Regions from separate parts of the Rattus norvegicus genome. Here region 1 is linked to region 2. Evidence: chromatin contacts called from public Hi-C data. All regions are on one chromosome and are shown on one strand. The core of a region is the stretch at or near the end of the contact, and the rest is flanking DNA. Distances in the headings are between cores, read along the strand shown. Region 1 has its middle 47 kb from the start of Gdnf. Region 2 holds the start of Gdnf (glial cell derived neurotrophic factor).

What was found. A called contact is a pair of places that touch in the nucleus more often than the background predicts.
Region 1: a Hi-C map of the A7r5 cell line shows a contact between it and region 2, with 2.1 times the contacts expected there. The contact joins the enhancer-like site here to the promoter of Gdnf in region 2. A contact is called at or near these places in 3 of 12 Hi-C or Micro-C datasets (the A7r5 cell line, the Rat2 cell line and mammary epithelial cells).

What each region holds. Positions count from the first base shown.
Region 1 is chr2:58,666,547-58,669,887 of GRCr8, forward strand. No RefSeq gene overlaps it. Among named protein-coding and RNA genes, the nearest start is that of Gdnf, 47 kb to the left of the region's middle. Within about 2 kb of position 1,950, at least 10 of the 93 cell types and tissues checked have an H3K27ac peak or open chromatin away from gene starts, as enhancers often do. A contact at or near this core is called in the A7r5 cell line, where this site is marked.
Region 2 is chr2:58,619,869-58,623,087 of GRCr8, forward strand. Gdnf (glial cell derived neurotrophic factor) reads left to right here and starts at 1,459. Exons shown (of 3, transcript NM_019139.2): 1 at 1,459-2,507. The coding sequence starts at 2,447.

The DNA of each region.
Region 1 (3,341 bases), core at 700-3,199, 47 kb after region 2:
TAAACATCTTTCCCATATAATATATTTTGATTCTATATTTCTCCACCTCACCAAATCCTCCCAGATTGTCCCACCCCCACTACCTGCCCAATTTATTTTCTCTCTCTCTTTCAACACAAAACAACAACAAATGAAAATCAATTAATCAAACAAAGAAGCAAAAAATAATAATAAAAAAATCCCAAACAACCCAAAAACCAAAACAGGATGAGCATGTACACACAGAATGAAGCCTGCTTTGTGTTGGCAGCTCCTCCTGGGCATGGGACCTGTCTGGGATATGGTTTGCTTGGAGTCATCCACCAACCTCTGGCTCTTAGAGTCTTTTTACCTCCTCTTCCACACAGACCCCTGAGCCTTGCAGCAAAGGATTTGGTGACGACATCCCATTCAGGACTGAGAGCTCCAAACCTCTCACTCTATGCACACCGTCCAGTTGTGGGTCTATGCACACTGTCCATTGTGGGTCTATGCACACTGTCCATTGTGGGTCTATGCACACTGTCCATTGTGGGTCTATGCACACCGTCCAGTTGTGGGTCTCTGCACACCGTCCAGTTGTGGGTCTCTGCACACCGTCCAGTTGTGGGTCTATGCACACCGTCCAGTTGTGGGTCTATGCACACCGTCCAGTTGTGGGTCTATGCACACCGTCCAGTTGTGGGTCTATGCACACCGTCCAGTTGTGGGTCTCTGCATTAGTTTCCATCTCCTGCAAGAAGAACTTTCCATGTTGTGGGCTGAGTGAGGCATGGGTTCTATAGGCATAGCAATATGTCAGCTATTAGGATCATTCTAATATTATGATTTTTGGCAAAATAATAGTAATAAGTCAAAAACATATTTACATTTATTAAAAAAAACCCTTACATTGGAGATGTAGAAAATGAGACTCTAGATCAGTAAATTTGTCAAGATCACACGAAATTAGGCCAGAACTAAGTTTCTGAGTCCTGTTATAATCTACCCCAAACATGAGGACTAGTCGTGTAGAGCTAACCCAATTACAGGAGAATATGTGGTCACATAAAAGTCTTAAGTTTTTCCTGATCATCTAAAACATCCTTTGGGTAACCATGTGGGGTAGTGTAATAATCGGAACCCCTTTTACCCAGAACCAAGTGCCAGTAGGCACAGATACCTTATGTCCTTTATATAGACAGCAGGAGAGTGCAATAGAAATACGGTCACACTGACAGCCTGATAGTGTTCCAGATGAGGCCTGGTGCTCAAGGAATCAAAGGAATGGAAAATGTCAATGCGAGATTCCAGAGGACCACCTCACCCGACCCCCACACCCAGCCATCACTACAGCCAAACTCCATAACGTCTTCAATGAGAGACCATCACACAATACATTCTCCTATAGCCATTTTTAGATCGGGTCCCCAGGACATTTTTCCAGACAGCAAGATGGTGCTGGATGTCACTGCTGGCTCTAGAACACATCTCTGAGTCTCCATTTCTTCATGAATGAAATAATTCATTCTGACAACCTTGAGGAGGTGAAATGGCCATCCAAAGATAAAGTGAAAGCCAATGTCAAATGGTGTCTTATCTTAAAGAAGTACATATTTTACTCAATGTTACTGCTACCACACAGCACCCTCAAGAATTTAGAGAAAAAACTGCGTCATTCATAAAGCCAAGATCAAGAGGTTGCAATGGGCCAAGGCTGAAGAACTGCTTGGGTCTCCTCTCTCAGCTCAGTCACATCCCTGCCAAGTTCTGAGTAAATACGTCTCATACTTAGGCTCAGAATCAGAAAGGACATGAGCACTGCATGTTGTCTTGATTGTGCTTCTTGAGGAAGTGCCTATGACGCTCAGTTTCAGCATCATCCAGGTCTCAGGTTGAACTTATATAGCTGGGAATAGGACCCAGGGTTGAGCATTTCCAATCATTACTCACAAATGACTAGTGCAGCCAGAAGCTCCAGAACACAGCTCTGCTTGCATTGGCTCATCTCCCTGTGCTGACACACTCCTCTGAGGGACTGACCGAGTACAGTTTGTGTCTAAGAGCCTCCCTCCAGGCAATGATTTCTTTTTCCCAGCAGCTTGTAAGGTTCCTGCAAATCGTGAGAATGGACTATATTAAGAAGAGCATCGCTGATGGCATTTTGGGTTTCAAAAGGGGGAATGGTTCAACTCCTATTTCTTAAAGAATGACTGCTGGGACAAATGGCTGACTGAGAAGTTAGCAATGCAGCCATGACCACAGCTATGTGCCACCCGGACACTGCCCATGAGCATGACTTACACCCCAGTCACAACTTTGACTTTTGTGGGGTCTCTGGTCTGCATTCTTCTGAGACCAGATGACATTCCCTATATTTGAGATGTTTATGGACAACACCCACAAAATGCCACCTTGGGGCACAGAAGCTCTTGATCACAGAGTCAGCTTACCCGCACCTGCTCACTTAAGTCTCCTGGTAAGTCCCTGTGCCTTGGTTTCTTTAGAAGCAAAACAGAAACTCTGTGCTGCCCTGCCTCTGAGGAGAGTGTCCAGGATGAAGAGACAGGATTTGCAAAAAGCTGGGTGGCACAGAGGAGAAACCTCAGCCTTCACTCAGATGCCCTTGTGTGAATTGTGCTCTCTGGGATTTGGGTGAAATTCAAAATGGGCATGTTATACCACCTGCTGTGGCTCATATGCTGAGTCTTGCCAATACACTCAGGGGAGAGAACTGAAGAGGATCCAGCTGCTCCCTTCTCATCCCACACAAGCATTTCCGAACCTGGCCTCCTACCGTTCTGACCCTTCCATACGCTTAATTCAAGACCCCACATGCCCACTCATCTGGAGCCATCAGCCTAGGCCGGTTTCTTCTGTTTCCAATACTGAACAATCCAGAAGGAAGTTCAAGGGGCAGTACAGGGAGGTGACAACTTCATAATCACCACTGAGACATTCTGGATTTTCTTCTCTGCTGCTTCCGACAGTGTGCCCTTCCTCACTTCTAGACGTCCCTTTTTGGGGTGGGGTGTTTCCTTATTTTATCTCAATGGCTCCGCAGTAGCTCTGAGTGGGGAGGGGAATGGCTTAAAAAGCAAGCACAGGCAATTGCTTGAGAGAGTGGCCTTTGCTCAGAGCCCTGCAGAGTCTGAAGTCTTCACAAAGGTCTCAGGATAATTTGCATTCACCCATGTCTATTTTTAAAAGAACAATCTGAATGTTAAGTAGACTTCTCAGCCACGTGAAAAGACTCCAATATGACTAATTATGGCTGAGAAAGTTATCAGGATAAAACGAGGAGTTGGATTTCGGTTTCTCTGGTCTGCGTTTAAAAGACAAAGGACTGTCTCTACAAATCTTTCAAGGACCAAGAGAAGGCA
Region 2 (3,219 bases), core at 209-2,708:
GACCTTCCAGTTCCTGGACTTCAATCCAGTTTTCGTGAGGCCTGGCTGAGTGGCCTTTCCGGAAGGCTTTTGGGTGACACGTGGCTGAGTGGTGGAGATTCCGGTCAGCCTTCCTTCCACAGTTAACTCAGTGGCATCTGTCCCTTGGAGCCCCTCACCTGGTCATCACAGTACTCAAGGTCTAGCACACAGCAAGACCTAAATAAATTCGGGCGTTTTTGTGGGCCTCTCTAGTAAAAAGCCTTAAAATGAGAAAAACAAATTTATGATTTTAAAAAACAACAACCCTGATTCAAGTCAGCTTCGGATTCCAAAATCATGCTGACCTGGAAATGGGTACATTAAGCTTTCCCCTCAGCTGGTTTCTAAGCCCCCGCACATTGCTACCATGCATCAAAGAAGGAAGCGCCCATCACTTTCTGCAGACATCGAGAAGCATCCTGCTTGCTGGCGAGGTGTTGTTTGGAAGAGTTGGTTTGCCCTCAGTGTAATCTCTCATTCACAGTGATGTTAGGAAGAACAATTTCACCGCCCACACCAACTTCGCTGACGAGCCTCCCAAGTGGCTGATCTTTGACTCTGGGTACTTGTAATAATATGTGATCTTCCCCCCACCTTACCCCTTTCTATTGTCTCAGCTTCTTCCAGAACACATACTCCCCAACAACCGGATGAGTCATAAAAGAAGAGGGGTGTAGATGTAAATTGAGCCTGTTTATGCTTTCACAGTCTCCAACTAATAAAATTAAGGAGATCCTACTAAATTCTGATCCGGTGGCTTCCTGTAAACAGGTTTCCCTTAGCAGAGACGTACCTTATTTAGCATCTATCAAAGAAAGAAAGAAATCCACGCCTATGTGGATGGATCGTATTTACAGTTCAGCCATATGCAGGGTGTGCAAGGACTTGTCCTCCTCTTGTCTTCTACAAAGAAGGCTCCTGGCTTCTGGTGTTCAGCTAACCAACAGAAGAAATGTAGAAAAGGTCTGGCCTCTCACATTTTCAGAGCTCTGGAAGGAAAGCTGAGTCCCGCTGGAAACTGCCCCCCAGTCCTGTCCTTGCTTAGGTTCCCCAAATACGTTTTAAAAACTCTGAACAAAGGCAGGTTTTGTCCTACCTCCCCTGACCCCTTCCTGATAAAGTGATCTTACGCCTCTGGAATTGTTGATTTTGAATGTATGTGCCTACCCCACGTCTGGTGTTCTGTTACAACAGCATGGAAATGGAGCCTAAGTCTGAGAAGCCGGCCAGCCTCAGAAGCCTTCTTCATTGCTTGCCATCTAATACATGATATGCAAAGCCTCTGACTTCAGCCAGCAGATATTTGGAGACCGTGTTGGCCCTAGCATGGGGACTAAACTAATGTGTGTTTAGGTCAGAAAGCGAATCAGAAAAGCCACTGGCGGGCACGTCACTCAGTGAGAGCTCTATAAATGCATCCCACTTGCAGCGTCCCCTGGCAAACACTCTGTTCTCCTCTCCTGGCTGTTCCGCGCTTCTTCTTGGTGCTGGGAAAACTTCGGCAGGCTGCTTGTCTTCTCGCCACTGCCTTCTGCCCTGCAGAAAACCGGGAGGGCACGACACTCGAGGAGGAAGGACAGCCTTCGAAGGGGACGAGGAAAGCCCCGAGGTAGCCTCCAGCAGACAGAGCGCCCTCCCTCGGAGCGCAGGACGCCGTCACCAAGTTGCGATTGCCCCCTTGGGCTGCTGTGAGCCGAGCTCCGCGCGCGTTCCTGTGGATCTACCCCGCTAGAAAGCGCGAGCCCCGAGGCGGTTCCTGCACCCCCGGGAGAGGCTCACGGAGTCACCCACTCGCACCCCGTACTGCGCCCCCGCAGCTCCGGTGCCTCTTCCCGGGATCTCCGTCCCTCCCCCACACTCAGGCCGCCGTTGCCGCCGGACCCCTCCCTTCCCCCTCCCGGTTCCGCGCCCCCCACTCCCCAATCCCGGCCCTCTGGCCCGGGCTCTCCACCACCAGCCTGCGCTCCTGGCGCCCTCATGTCTTCAAGGGACTGCCGGCGCGGTTTGACGTGGTGTCTCGTTCGGATCTCCAGGCAAGACTTCGGCATCCGCAGACAGGCCCGCCTCGTACTCGCAGCCACCGCGCCCCGAGGAGGTGCAGAGTGAGGCGACTGCCTCGGAGCCACCCGCAGCGCCCGGGCCCGGTGCTGCTCCAGCCCAGAGCGCCGCGCGCGCAGCCGTGCCACCCCTCAGCCAAGGCAGGGGAAGCTGCTCAGACTTAGTCTTCTTGGGATCCAAGAGGCCGGTGTGCGAGGTGTCGGCAGCCTTCGCCCTCCTCGCGGCGGCGGCGGCGGCGGCTGACACGGTGGCCGCCGCCTCCTGCGTGTCCTCGCTGCCCGGCGCGACCCCTGGATTGCGTGCTCTTGCTCCCGACCTCCTGGGCGGGGCCCCGCGCTCCTGCCCGCGGTCCGGATGGGTCTCCTGGATGGGATTCGGGCCACTTGGAGTTAATGTCCAACTGGGGGTCTACGGAGACCGGATCCGAGGTAAGAGGGGAAACGTGCTGGAGGGGACCGGGCGGGCGGCGGCTGTGTGGTCTGAAGCCAGAAGGGCGCGGCTGGACCCCAAGCGGGCGACTGAGTGTAAAGTAGGAAGGCAAGCGGGAGCTCAGGAGACAAGTTGAACCGGAGGGAGGCTAGCCTTGCGGAGGGTAGGTTGCCTTTTCCATGTGATCAAAAAATATACAGACAGAGCCCCTGGTGCCCTGGAACCCTGAAAAGCCAAAGAGGGTAATTCCCCTGCCTCGCTCGGTAGGGCGCTGCTCTGTACAGCCCTGAACCAACCGTGCGAGACTTGGCTTTCTACTAACCCACCGCCGCCAGCGTCTTTTCCAGAGTGCAACTGCAGCGTTATCATAGCTCGGAGTGTAGCTTACCGTTGAGCCTCTTTGGGTTTGTTCTGGGAGAAAGCTAAGCCCGGGGAAGGAGGGCTGCAAAGGTGCTGAGAACCTAAAAATAGAGGGCTCACCTCCTCTAGAGGGATTTTGCAAAGCGGCATTCCTCCCCTTCCCCGGCCTTTTGCTTGAACTTTGTTAATGCCCTTATGCGGGTCCAGATTAGGAAAATAGCTCCTTACAGCGCCTCGGCCTTAGGATTCTGTCCCGAAAGACTCTTAGGAACCCTCTAGGTCTCCGCCAGGCCCTCGAGGTGATTGTTTTAATTACCTCTTCCTCTTGTCTCTGGCACTCTGTGTCTCTTT